Regions from separate parts of the Mus musculus genome. Here regions 2 and 3 are each linked to region 1. The links are chromatin contacts, called in public Hi-C maps. All regions are on one chromosome and are shown on one strand. The core of a region is the stretch at or near the end of the contact, and the rest is flanking DNA. Distances in the headings are between cores, read along the strand shown. Region 1 has its middle 20 kb from the start of Gm23118. Region 2 overlaps Camk1d (calcium/calmodulin-dependent protein kinase ID). Region 3 holds the start of Phyh (phytanoyl-CoA hydroxylase).

The links. A called contact is a pair of places that touch in the nucleus more often than the background predicts.
Region 2: a Hi-C map of the N1E-115 cell line shows a contact between it and region 1, with 2.4 times the contacts expected there. The contact joins two enhancer-like sites. A contact is called at or near these places in 3 of 484 Hi-C or Micro-C datasets (the N1E-115 cell line, cortical neurons and ganglionic eminence).
Region 3: a contact with region 1 is called in a Hi-C map of the N1E-115 cell line, with 5 times the contacts expected there. The contact joins the promoter of Phyh here to the enhancer-like site in region 1. A contact is called at or near these places in 2 of 39 promoter capture datasets (hippocampal neurons and stem cell-derived epiblast-like cells), 4 of 484 Hi-C or Micro-C datasets (the N1E-115 cell line, cerebral cortex and embryonic stem cells) and 1 of 9 other capture datasets (liver).

What each region holds. Positions count from the first base shown.
Region 1 is chr2:5,237,481-5,241,852 of GRCm38.p6, forward strand. No RefSeq gene overlaps it. Among named protein-coding and RNA genes, the nearest start is that of Gm23118, 20 kb to the right of the region's middle. Within about 2 kb of position 2,326, at least 13 of the 459 cell types and tissues checked have an H3K27ac peak or open chromatin away from gene starts, as enhancers often do. A contact at or near this core is called in the N1E-115 cell line, where this site is marked.
Region 2 is chr2:5,594,270-5,598,641 of GRCm38.p6, forward strand. All of the region lies in intron 1 of Camk1d (calcium/calmodulin-dependent protein kinase ID), which reads right to left. Among named protein-coding and RNA genes, the nearest start is that of Gm36853, 110 kb to the left of the region's middle. Within about 2 kb of position 1,807, at least 37 of the 459 cell types and tissues checked have an H3K27ac peak or open chromatin away from gene starts, as enhancers often do. A contact at or near this core is called in the N1E-115 cell line, where this site is marked.
Region 3 is chr2:4,917,091-4,921,462 of GRCm38.p6, forward strand. Phyh (phytanoyl-CoA hydroxylase) reads left to right here and starts at 1,906. Exons shown (of 9, transcript NM_010726.2): 1 at 1,906-2,054. The coding sequence starts at 1,980.

The DNA.
Region 1 (4,372 bases), core at 1,076-3,575:
GGTATTTGAAGGAGCACTGAGGCTTTCCAAAATGATCTGAGTACATTAGACTGACATATTAGGAGCCCATGCCTATATAGCAAATCACCAGAAACTGAGTCATATATAGGAATGCATATTTACTGCTTCATAGCTACAGTTCAGCGTCTAGGGGCAGCTTACTGGTGCTGCCTGCAAAGGTCTGCCATTGGTTCAAGTCAGGATATGTTCGGAAAGCTTGGTGGGAAGTTCCATTCCAAAGTTTGTGGGACTGTTGGCAGATCTTATCATTTGAGTCTGAAACACTCCCACTCCCCATTGGCTCATATTTTGAACACTTGGTCTCCAGCTGGTAGAAGGTTCTGGAATCTTTGGGAGGTAGAGCCTTGTTGGAAAAGTTGGTCACTGGAAGAAAGTCCTTGGGGAAATATTATCTCTGCTTCCTCCTCTGCCACAATATGAACTGAGATACTGCCTCAAGCCTCTCCCTGACCGGCAGGGACAGACTGAGCCTTCAAGTGTGAGCCACAGTCAGCTCTCCCTCTTTGTTGTTTATGCTGGCGAATTTGATCACAGAAACATGAAAGGAACAAACGCACACAGTTTAATTTCTAAAAGTGTGTTGAACCATAGCCTCACTGGCTAAATAGCTGCCCTCACGCTCTTGCCAGATGGGCCTCCCAAGCATCAAACATGCACGCTTACAGGGCACTAGGAGCATGTACAAACAAGACACAATTTACATCTACAGAGGAAGTGAACACACATCACATTTGCAACACTTCATATTAGAAACAAGTCAACCCCCCCCCCCCACACACACACACTTAACACACAAAGGGATAGCAATACATTCGAGACAAGTAGTGAGGGCATTATCTTAAAATTAGCCTGTTCTAACTGGACTCTAATAACTCATTAGTACAAAAGCGTGTTCTAAAGGAAGGGTGGCAGGTTCCCAGACATGTGGATATCACATCTCTACTATGTCTGTAACACCATAACTAGCTTGGTCACTTTTATGAAGGACAACTGCCACCCCTGAAGATGCCCCAAAGCCATAGGAACACCAAGTCTCTCACTGTTTTCTAGATGCGGTCTAACATCCAAAGGGAAATTGACGAGACTCAGTTGAAAACACAGTGATATTCAGGGTAATAAGTAACTCTCAAGATTCTACTGAGAAAATTCAGTTCATATTCTCTCTCATTCTTTAATCCTGTCTTAGTCAGCTTAGGGGGCTGGCTATCTCACACAAAGCACTACCAAGGTGCCACAAACAGCATTTCTTTCTCATAGTTCTGGAACATAGATGTCTTAGATCAAAGCACTGGTTGATTTGGAAGCTAGTGCCAAATTCACGCGTATTGATTTGAAAAATACTTCCTGGTTTCCTTACCATCCCTCTTCCTTCCTCCCTTCCTCCCTCCCTTCTCTTTTTCAAATTCATTATTATGTGTATATGTTTTTGCCTGCACCACATTCATGCTTGGTACCTATGGAGGCCAGAAGAGGATGCCAGATCCCCTGGAACTGGAGTTAGAGATAGTCATGAGCTGCAATGTGGGTGCTGGGAATCAAACCCAGGTCTTCTGCAAGAGAAGCTAGTGTTCTTAATGGCTGAATCAATTCTTCAGTCCTCAACCTATCTTATCATTGGCTCTCTACAGAATGGATGAGGTTGTCGATCTGTGGTATCATGTGGAACATAAACAGTGGTCTATAGCAACATCTTCTCTGCTGGTTTCCTGAATTTCATGAAGAAATTTCCAGCAGTAGAAAGAATGCTTTATGAACAAAGGACTGTCCTTGTGACATACCACAACAGAGTCTGGAATTTATGTTCTTGTCATCTCTTCTCTGTATCAGTGAGCAGCATGAAACCAAGACTCCAGATGTCCCTTCTTTGTTTCTTTCTGTGAGGCTGTTTAATGTCACTTGTAAATTTAAAACCAATCAGCCAAGCAAACATTTTCATATCTATATTACCTTCAACATGGCCCCTTAAGACATATCAAGGGGGCTGATTTTGTAAAAAACTTTCTCACATGCATCAATCTCTTCCAAATAGGAGTTTTTCCTAAATCCCACGGTCTTTTGCACGCCACATTTAAGTGTTTTCCTTTGTAAGTTTCATTTTGCCCTGGATTCCTCGAGGCAGTTGCATTAGTTGGAGTTAATAACTCAGACCCCAGTGTTTAGCTTGGAAGAGGCAAGCTGTTGCAAATCTCTGGGTTAACCAGCCCTAGGCTATGTGGAAAGTTTTTGTAACAGTTGGTGGGAGGAACCCACCTGGTTCTTCCCCTGCTCCCATTCAGGTAACAACTCACTCAGTGTCCCTGAGGCATAAATCTTTCAGATCCACTCCTTCTGCCTGTTTGCCAAGAACTGTATATCACAGGGGACTTCAGAGAGGAACGCAGCACATCAGTTAGAGAGAAATGCTTTTTTCTTTCTTTTCTTTTGTATTCTCCAAGAACCTTAGTAATTGGAAAGGACATCCATCCTGCTACCATTAGAGACTTTGCTTTGGTGTGTACACATGAGAGGCCATTGTGTGGCGGTCAGAAAACAACCTCAGGTGCTCTTCATCTTTGTTCTTCTCTGTTCTTCTCGTCTCGTCTCGTCTCGTCTCGTCTCGTCTCGTCTCCTCTCCTCTCCTATCCTATCCTATCCTATCCTATCCTCTCTTCTCCTCCTCTCTTCTCTTCCTCTCTCTCTCTCTCCTCTCTCTCTCTCTCTCTCTCTTTCTCTCTCTCTCTCTCTCTCTCCTCCCTCTCCTTACTGTGTTTCTTGATGGCGTGGGACTTGGCAAGTACACTAGCAGGAGAGCTAGTGAGTCCTGGGGATCTGCCCATCCCCCTTCACTGGCTCTTGAATTCCCAGTAAGCAGGAGTATGCCTGAATCGCCACCACCACCACCACCACCACCACCACCACCACCGAGAGTTCTAGAGATCAACTGGTATCCTCATGCTTTCAAGGCAAACACTTTCAAGGCAAACAAGAATTTTCTTGTCCTCTACTATCTCGATCATCAGTAGGAGACAGGGAACCCAGAAGCACCCCCTCCTATTCATGACATGTCTGATCATGACCAATGGCCTCCTTGTGGCATGGAGCATGTCATGAGTTAGGGGAAACTGAGAAGCCAGGACCAAATTTCATCTCAGGAAGAGTACACAGTCGTGGGAAAATCCTACCAACACCATAACTCCTGTCGCATAGAGCCCACTTCTGCTTGAAAACCCTGTGTTGGCTGCAGCTGTACGTTTTCCAACCACACATACCACCGATCAGTTTCCCTCTTTTCTCCTGGAACTCTCAGGGGCTGGATCGCCTGTCCTTTATTTCTGAGGTGGGAGTGGCTGGTTAAAGTGAGAACGCACAAGAGAACTCAGGTGTCTTTCACAAAGTGCCATTCTGGACCTCTGAGAACTATCTGAATTCAACTAATTTAAATAATTTTGGTGTCAGACACCAGGTTGGTACCAGTGAGTTGGACATTCATTTTGTGACTCAAATGCTCAAGGCTTTGGGCTGGGGGATTTGCCAAGTCAGTTTTCCTTACACTGGAGTTGTCTAGCCCACCTTTTGTTGGCTTTTTCTTCTGAAACGTGATAAATGCATCCAGATGTTTCTAGCACTTTATCAAACCATTGAGTGCAGGAAAGACGGTTTTTCATCTCCCCAAGAGTCATAAGCATTGGACATGACCTGCTTGTATCTCCTCAAATGCATCATCTCTCTCCTCCCACAAACTCTGACTTGTCATACCAAGAGGAACACTGTGCTAGGGCTCCCCTTACCTTCCTGTTGTCCCCTCCGCTGGCTAAGTTTCACACACAAATCAGCTCTCTTCAGAATAGACTCTTAATGTCAAGAGAACAAAAATTCAATATTTCAACTTCTCTCTGGAATTTTCTTTCCTTCCCTCCTCTTCTTCATCGGCTGAACACAGGGTACCTGCTCTTTGTACTTTCAGTAGATTTTGAGGCTCAAACTCAGAGAAATGGAGACCTGTGGGATAGTGTGGGCTTCATCCTTAGGAGGCAAGCTAGTGCCTCCCCCTCGCTTTATTCCCTGGCATGAAATGTGAACACAGGCTGGGTTCCCAGAATTCTCCAGGGTAATGTATTGAAACATTAAAAATAGACTTCTCCCTGCAGGGGACAGATTCCAATTAGAATTCTGAAATTTGTTCTCAATTTCATTTTCCACCGAAGGGACTAGATTTAAAATCAGGCAGCTGGCAAATTGCCACGCAGTTTTTTCAGCCTGCTAGCCATGACGTCTCATGAGAACAACTCAAAATGCTTATACAGAAGTCTTCGTTTCAGGAGCTCAGTGGGAAGCTGGATGGGCTCCATCTGTCTCTGGCCCATGAGCCTGT
Region 2 (4,372 bases), core at 557-3,056, 360 kb after region 1:
GCCACGAGCTCTGGGCCTCTGTATAAATCAGAAAAGACTTCCTTTCTCCAGAGTATCACTTGACTGAAGTGTTAAAATGTGTATGTAGTGGCTGGCCATGGATCAACTGGCTATGCCATCTACTTGTTCTCTGCCATTCCTAGAAAGGGGACAATAGGATTTCCTAGGTTTACTGTGAACGAGGTACTGAGACCAATCTTAGATTCGGCTTTCCTCTGCCTCATTAATGGAAACAAAAGAAGAGGCAAAGAGCTGAACATGGAGGCACAAACTTTGATTCCTACCTGCTGAGGCAGGAGGATTATAAGTTCAAGGCATGTCTGAACTTCAGAATGAGTTCATAGACCAGTCTGGGCAAATGGCAAGACCCTGCCTCAAAAAGGTAACGAGAGAGCTGAGTAGACAGTGCAGCACTTGCCTAGCAGGCGTGAGGCCCTAGGTTCAATTCCCAGGACTGCCGAAAACACACGGGGTGGGCCAGCTAGATGGCTAAGCGGGTAATGGTGCCTAATTGCCCAAGTTCAATCCCCACAGCCCATATGTTGGAAGGAGAGAAATGAACTAATTCACCCAACTTGTTCTTTATCCTACAAATGTACTCTGCCATGCAATTGTGCGCGCGCTCGCATACCCCCCACACACATACACACACTAAACAAACAATATCACTTGCTCATTGCTGGGCCACCTCTCTATCCCTCAGGCTAGCCCTTTCCTAAATACAGATTCTCAGCACAGCGATCCATGGAGGACACAATACCATCTGACCTTACAAAGGAAACCTACGTACATATGGGCCACGCCATCAAAGGCTATTTTGGCCTCTTTGTTCCTCTACCAATTCATTAGGTTGAGGAGCACATCTTGTACACAACTCACCCAAACACAGAAACATGACGAAATGGGGCTCTAAAGGATGTCCAAACTGGAGGCCAGCGTGGCATGCTCAGGCAATAGTGACCAGGCTTTCACAACCATTAGAAATCCACCCTGGCCTACCCTTGCAGTCTATAACTGGGTACCCAGTATTCCAACAATCAGACCAATAAATCATTTCCTGTACAGATTGGCTCAGGTAACTTGAAAATGTTCCAGTTTCATAGATATTTAGAGACCAATGAGTACTGTACTAAGAGCTACAAATACAGAGGAAACCCAACGTCGAGTGGATTCCCCCATCCCAGCTCCTCTCTGAGTTTTGGATAGGAATACAAGAAAGGGCCTGGCTCCTTCCACCTCCAGAGTGAAGTCTGCAGAGAATCTGAGTCCTATATTATCCCTTCTCACCACCCACGGCACTCTCAGAAGCAACCAGCATGGTCATAATCCATCTGACATACAAGTAAAACATGAACAAAGACTTGGGAACTTAAGGTGGCTGCCATCTCTACTCACCCAGCATACAGCAAAGCTGGTAATACTCACTGACTCTAATATCTTCTTATCTATGACTCTTAGCCAAAATAATATGTTCAGAAGTGCCCTTCCTATGGGAGGGAACAGTAAGTTTCCAAATACACGCCATACACAGAGAGCTGGGCGGGGAGGATTGAGGTCACTTTCTGTTTGGGATTGGCCCTGCTTGGCCCTGCTTTGCCCTGCATTGTGTTTCTTTGCTTCTGTGCATAATAGAAGATGTCATCTTGGCCTTGATAAAGAGCAAGCGGCGATAACGCCACACAGCCAAGATCTAGCTTTGTCATGAGAGGCATAATTAAATTCTCATAAACCAGACACTACAACTGGCCCATCTGCTTCTCCTCTTAGTCATTCTCTGCTGTACAACCCTGCTGAGCAAGCAGGAAGGGATGGGCATTGCTTGCAATGAACATAGAGATCTTGCTCTATAGACTGTAGGAAAAGTCTCCTCTAAGAAGTGAAGTGTCAGAGACAGAAGTAACAGGGATGATGGTACAGGTAACACTGAGAAGTTGCTAAGCCTTAGTGTTATACACTATAGATTCATGATCTTAAAAATTGCAAAGCAGGATTAATGCTGACAGACAGACAGATATTTTGAAGCTTTGTATGTGCACACACCCCTAGAGCAGGCCACTCACTACAAGCAACTAGCACATCTGTTACTGTTAGACACATACACACACACACACACACACACACACACACACACACATGCCTCAGCAAGTACAGGAAAGCACAAGCCTTGTGGGGCTATTGAAGCTGTAAGATCTCTAACATACATCCATGTCCTACCAGCCGAATGTCCTCAGAAGCAATGTTAACTCTCCTTGAATAAAGCCCATGATCCTAGAGCCCATTATACTATAGTCTCTGCCCTAAGAATTCAGATTATCACTGTAACATTGCCATACAGCAGGAGAGCAAGAAAAAAATGTTCTTTAACCCCTCCCCCAACCTCTGTGTGTGTGTGTGTGTGTGTGTGTGTGTGTGTGTGTGTGTGTGTTAGGAGTCTCCTTCAATCACTCTTCACATTATTTTTTTAAGGAGTATTTCTCACTGAACCTGAAGCCCCAGAATTCCGCTAGACCTGCTGGCTAGCAGGCCCTGGGATCCAACTGTCCCTGGCTCTCACTGCCCGAGGTAAAGACATAGACTGTCACATTCAGTGGTTTAGCTGGGTGCTGGGGATCCAAAGTCAGGTCCTCACGCTTTCTAGCAAGCACTCTGCCTGCGGAGTCAAAGCAATATTCAAACGTGATCGTCCACCTTCTGCTCTGTACTACTGAAGCCCACATCCTAATTCTGCATGGCCGGCCCGGCAGTAACAGGAAGAAGGGAAGCAGAGGCGGCTGAGGAAGCAGCACACTCGGTTAGCTCTGCATGACATGTATTTATTCACACGGTGGAGCCTGCGAGCGAAGGGCTCGGATCTCTGCTTGCTGATGTTCCCACCCATTCTCCCACCAGCCCACTCTGCTTCCACATCCTTGCTCACTTGTGTGCCCCCTTCCCTCCTCTCCTTACCTGCTTTCTCCTCCCTTGATAAAAGTAGCCAGGCTGCCAGACAGCTGTGACACATGCCAACAGGGAACCTGTACTCAGGTGTAAATCCAGCTTCCAGGAGGGGCTTTTTTTTGTTTGTTTCATGCATCTCATTGAATATATTTAAATACATTATATACAGCCCCTGGCTGCAGGAGGCAGAAAGAAAAGCAAGTGCTCTTTCTGAACTCCCAGCAGTAAATAGAGAAGGCACGGGTGTGTGTGTGTGTGTGTGTGTGTGTGTGTGTGTGTGTGTGTATACATGTGTGTGTCTGTGTGTGTCTATGTGTGTCTACGCACACAAAACCACATATGTACATATAAAGATATATACACCCTTATGTACATATATTCATATATACATATGTACTTACATGTATGTATTCATGTAGGTGTACGTATGAGCACATAATACATATACACATACATGTATACATTCACATGTATATACACATGCATGTGTGAGCACACGTACACACACAATTCACTGGGTGGACAACAGTGCAATATGATTAAACATGTACTAAGGGGGGAAATGCATCAATGCTGGTCTTAAGGAACCCTGAGCTGGCACCCAGTTCCTCTCTGAAGGGAAGATGGACTCCAAAGGGGAAAGACTGAAAATGTTGCCACAGAAATGAACAGGATCTCTGATGCCACAAAACTCTAAGTCTGGGCCCAGAGCCACGAAGCCACGGAGTCATGGAGCCACATCCTAAGCCTGCCTTTTTTCGGATGCTGCTGGAGTCACTCTTTCTGGCCACACCCCAGGTCAGCACCTGGGCAGGCTACAAGGCCTCACATTTATCACATGAGCTTTGAGCTTAGGAGTTTGTACTCTGGTGACAAAGTCCCCAGAGTGAGGCCTGCCTCTGCTGCTTCAGGGGACCTTAGGCTTCCATTCCTCCTTTGTAACTCAGAGATTGAGGACAGCTCTTGCCTGTGGGACATGGGAGGACATGGTACACTCTCAATACTACTACATAAAGGTCACCTTCTGTTCCCTGGGCCTTGTCATCACTTCAGCTAGGTTTAAAAGCCAAACATTTCATCTCTTGGCCCCCAATCTACATACAGGTAAACTGAGGAACAGGCTAGTAACTGGCAGTGTCTCTGTCCTTCAGGCATAAGTTGACACCATGACAAGTTCCTTTCACCTGCCTGGAGTCTCAGTATTACAGACTAGCCTTTCTCCAACCAATCCTGCTACCACCAAGGGCAACTCTTCCTAAAACACTGCCCACCCTGGCCTTCCTCTGCCCCAGAGTCAACCATGCACCCTCTTTATTTACAGTTCAGCATCTCCACTTTTCCAAGCACAGCCTTCGGCTCCACTGCAGGGCACACTCACCATTCTGTTCCTCTATACTGGCTCCCAACTCCCAGCCTCATGCTGGTCACGCGGTGC
Region 3 (4,372 bases), core at 656-3,155, 320 kb before region 1:
AACGTTACACACAGAGCCAGGAGGAAATTCTATCTTGAGTGCCACAATCTCTCATCCTGTGCTGGTCTTATGTCAGTTTAAGACAGATTAAAGTTAGCTGACAGGAGGGAATCTCAAGGAGAAAACGCCTCAAGAAGGTCCAGATGTTAGGCATTTTCTTAACTAGTGATTGATGGGGAAGGCCCAGGGCATGGTGGGTGGTGCTATCCCTGGGCTGGTGGCCTGGGTTGGTGGTCCTAGGTTCTAGAAGAAAGCAGAGGCTGAACAAGCTATGGAGAACGAGCCCAGTTAAGCAGCACCTGTCATGTTCTCTGCTTCAGCTCCCACCTCCAGGATCTTGCCCTGTTTGAGTTCCTGTCCTGACTTCCTTTAATGAGGAACAGATCAGTAAAAATGTAAGCCGAATGCACCCTTTCCTCTCCAACTTCCTTTTTTGGTCATGGTCATGGCGGCAATAGAAACCCTAAGACAGGCCCCAAAGCCATAATTCTCTCTGTTTTTTAGGGAAACCAGTCATCCTCAGAATGACGGTCTTAATCTTTCAATTCTGCTTGAGGTGACCCAAATTCAGACTAATTTCAGTTTTGTTTTCTTCCTTCTCCCTGCAGTTCCCATTTTGCACCAGGTGAGGGCAGTAAGAACACACCTATTTCCCAAGTGGGGGGTGGGGGGGGAATGCAGTCAGTCCTGCTTTTAAACTGTGGGCTAATTAAGCCGGTCTCTCAGGACATGGTCAGGCTTCCACCAGGTTGCTCAGGCTGGACAGATGAGGTTGGGAGATAAGCAAATGACCAAGCCGGCCCTGGGAGCTTCAGCTAAGCGAATCTCGTCCTAAAGGTCAAGGCACAAAGGGCAAATCTCTGCAACCTGAAAACAGGAAGTAGCCAGCTGGTTACTTGCTTGTCTCTCCTGGACTATGGCACTGTCACCAAATTATCTAATGAAAGCATTTAAGAAACAATAACATGTTTATGGAGTAACTAGAAGCAATCTAGAAGTAACTCTCTTAAGAGACCGAGAGACAAAGAGATTGAGATTATGTGTAGTGGTTGAATTTCAAAGACTTTAGGAAAACAGTTTTGTTTTGTTTTGGGTTTGGTTTGGTTTGGTTTGGTTTGCTTTTTCGAGACAGGGTTTCTCTGTGTAGCCCTGGTGGTCCAGGAACTCACTTTGTAGACCAGGCTGGCCTCGAACTCAGAAATCCCCCTGCCTCCGCCTCCCAAGTGCTGGGATTAAAGAAAACAGTTTTTAGCTACATAAGAAATTTTACATGTTATACTGGCTGGTGAGATACACAGTGGTTAAGGGAGCTTGCTGAACAAACCTGACCATCAGAGTTCGATCCCCAAAACTCAGGTGGTGGAAAGAGACTCAACTTCCCTGAAGATTATTTCTCTGATCTCCACAAACAAGGATGCAAACATACATACATACATACACACACACACACACACACACACACACACACACACCACACCCCATCACCACTACCACCACCACACACAAAAATGTAATGTAAGTTATCCTAGACCGTGTGGATCGCTCTTCTTAAAAACTAACAGCCAAACTTTCTAATATTTTAGGATGAATTCACGCTAAATTTAATGTCTCTTCTGAATAACACAGATGATTTTAATTTTTAGTGGGAGAACTAGTCACATAGATTAGTTGTTCATAGATTAAAACTACCAAGTTAAAAGGGTGGCTCAGATCCCTAACGGCCTCGGGCTGCTCGGCTTGCATCACCCCAGTCGCAAAATTTCGGACCTTGCAGATTAGAACAAAGACACAGCGGCGGGGAGCAAGGACTCCAGACAGCCTAGGCTCGCTCCCTCATCCCCAGCTCCCCAACCCCCAGCCTGGGGGAGGTGGCGCTGTGTCCTGCCCTTGGACAGAACTCCACCCTCTACTAGGAGGCGGGGCCTTGCCGTAAGTTAAGTGTGACCTGGGCGCAGCAGTTTCGTCTGCTGGCCCCCACCATGAATCTTACGCGCGCCGGCGCCCGGCTGCAGGTCCTTCTGGGACACCTCGGCCGACCCTCGGCCCCAACGATTGTATCCTTTGGGCTGTGGAAGGGCTCACAGGCTCGAAGGAGCCTCTCCGCCCTGGTGGTGGCTTCAAGGACATAAGAGAGCCTCTGCGCCGCCATCTCTTCCCTGTCTCCATCCCTAGGGTTCCCGGGTGGAGGCTGCATCCCCAGAGAGCCCTCGTCTTCTGGAAGGGCTCTCTGGTGGGACTTCTCTAGGCAGCATTTTGAGCCTTCAAGAAACCGTGGTTTCTTGCTGGTGTAAAGCGGGAAGCATAAAGCGAAAGGTGACGACGTCATCACAAAGAGGCTTGCCATTTTTTGAGTTGACTTCTGCATCCAGAAACACCAAGGACAGTTGCCCACAGGTGCTTGCCTGTGACCAAGGCCGGCAGAGGCAGGGATTCTCAGAGGTCAGGAGGAGGCGCCAGTCGCCAAAAAGAGAAGGCTCAGGACCCTGTCCAGCAGGTAGCTAGCTGCCCATCTCCACCTGCCCTCTGTCTGTCACCATCCCACTAGCTGTGTAAGCTCCCACTCCAGGGGCCAGGTGTCCCCAGTCTCCTGAGGACTGAACTGGTTCCCGGAAAGCGACTTCAGAAGCGAGTGCCTGGTGATAAATGCTTGTGATCCCCCTGGGAGGTGCAGGTGCAGACTCGAGGGTTGGTTGGTTGGTTGGTTGGTTGGTTGGTTGGTTGGTTGGTTGGTTGGTTTTTCGAGACAGGGTTTCTCTGTATAGCCCTGGCTGTCCTGGAACTCACTTTGTAGACCAGGCTGGCCTCGAACTCAGAAATCCGCCTGCCTCTGCCTCCCAAGTGCTGGGATTAAAGGTTCGTGCCACCACCGTCCGTCCGGCAGACTTGAGGATCTTAATGGCCAGCCATCCTGGCCAAAAGTGACAGACGGTCTAAAAAGCAAAACAAAACACTAAACCAAGGCTTGGAAGCAGTTATGCACACGAACACGTGTGTGTACACACACATCACACACAAACACATACATGCATACACTCAGACTCTTGGGGGATGGGAGGAAGCATCAAACTGTTGGCCCCTCGCCCTAGAAATTGCTAAAAATGAATGGTTTAGGGTTTTCAGTGCCTGCCACCTCCGAGGCTGATCATAATAGTTGTTTATTTGGCCTTCCCTGTTATTCTGCCTGTGGGGCTTTTGGTTTATAAGCAGCGGTGTGCCAGGCTTACCTCAAGCTTAAACTCTACAGGCTAATAATGTAACTTCATTTTACACTGAGAAACTAATGGGGAAAGACCCTGATTAGTGTGTATTGGACTAAAGCAGTGGTTAGACCTGCAGGCCATGTAGGGATGGAATATCACAGTCTGGTTTTTTCTTGGCAGTTGGATGTTTGCTACATTTTGAGAACCTTGGATATACTGGTACTAGATGTATTTGGACTGAAATTGATGCAGTCTCTTCACTACTCTTTGGATCTTATTGGTTGCTTGATTTTTGAGACAGAATCTTATCACGCATCTCTGGCGAGCTGGAATTTGCTATTATAGACTGGATTGGCTTAGAACTCACAGAGACCACCACCTCTGCCTCTTAAGTGCTGGGATTAAAGTATACACTTTTTTTGTTTTGTTTTGTTTTTCGAGACAGGGTTTCTCTGTGTAGCCCTGGCTGTCCTGGAACTCACTCTGTAGACCAGGCTGGCCTCGAACTGAGAAATTCACCTGCCTCTGCCTCCGGAGTGCTGGGATTAAAGGCGTGCGCCACCACGCCCGGCAAAGTATACACTTTTAACTTGAATCATTTTTCAATTTAAATGGCCAGATGTAGCTAGCAGCTAGTATTGGATATTAGATAGTGCTGACCAAGAGCCATAGGGAATATATTATGTAAGTAGAGTTCTAGAAATTGAGGCCGTATCTCCTCAGCCTTAATTTGCTTCTAAGCAGTGTGGATGCTGGGCAGTGGTGGCACACGCCTTTAATCCCAGAATCTGGGAGGCAGAGGCAGGCGGATTGGATTTCTGAGTTCAAGGCCAGCCTGGTCTGCAAAGTAAGTGAGTTCTAGGACGACCAGGGCTACACAGAGAAACCCTGTCCAAAAAAAAAAAAAAGCAGTGTGGATTAGGGAACAAGGAATGTTTTGTATTTGCATAATTGGGGTCATCCTGGGTCACAGCTTCTGCGTCTCTTTTCACTTTACCCCACCCACACCCCCATCTCTGTCATATATTTCAATATCATTTAACATTTCTCCCACATCATCAAAGTCCAAGAAACAGTGGAGAAGGGCCGAGGTGACCAGTTTGGAGCACTGAGGTCTATATGTCCTTGCGGCAATGCTATATTGGGAAAGTTGAACAAGAGTGGGAATTGTG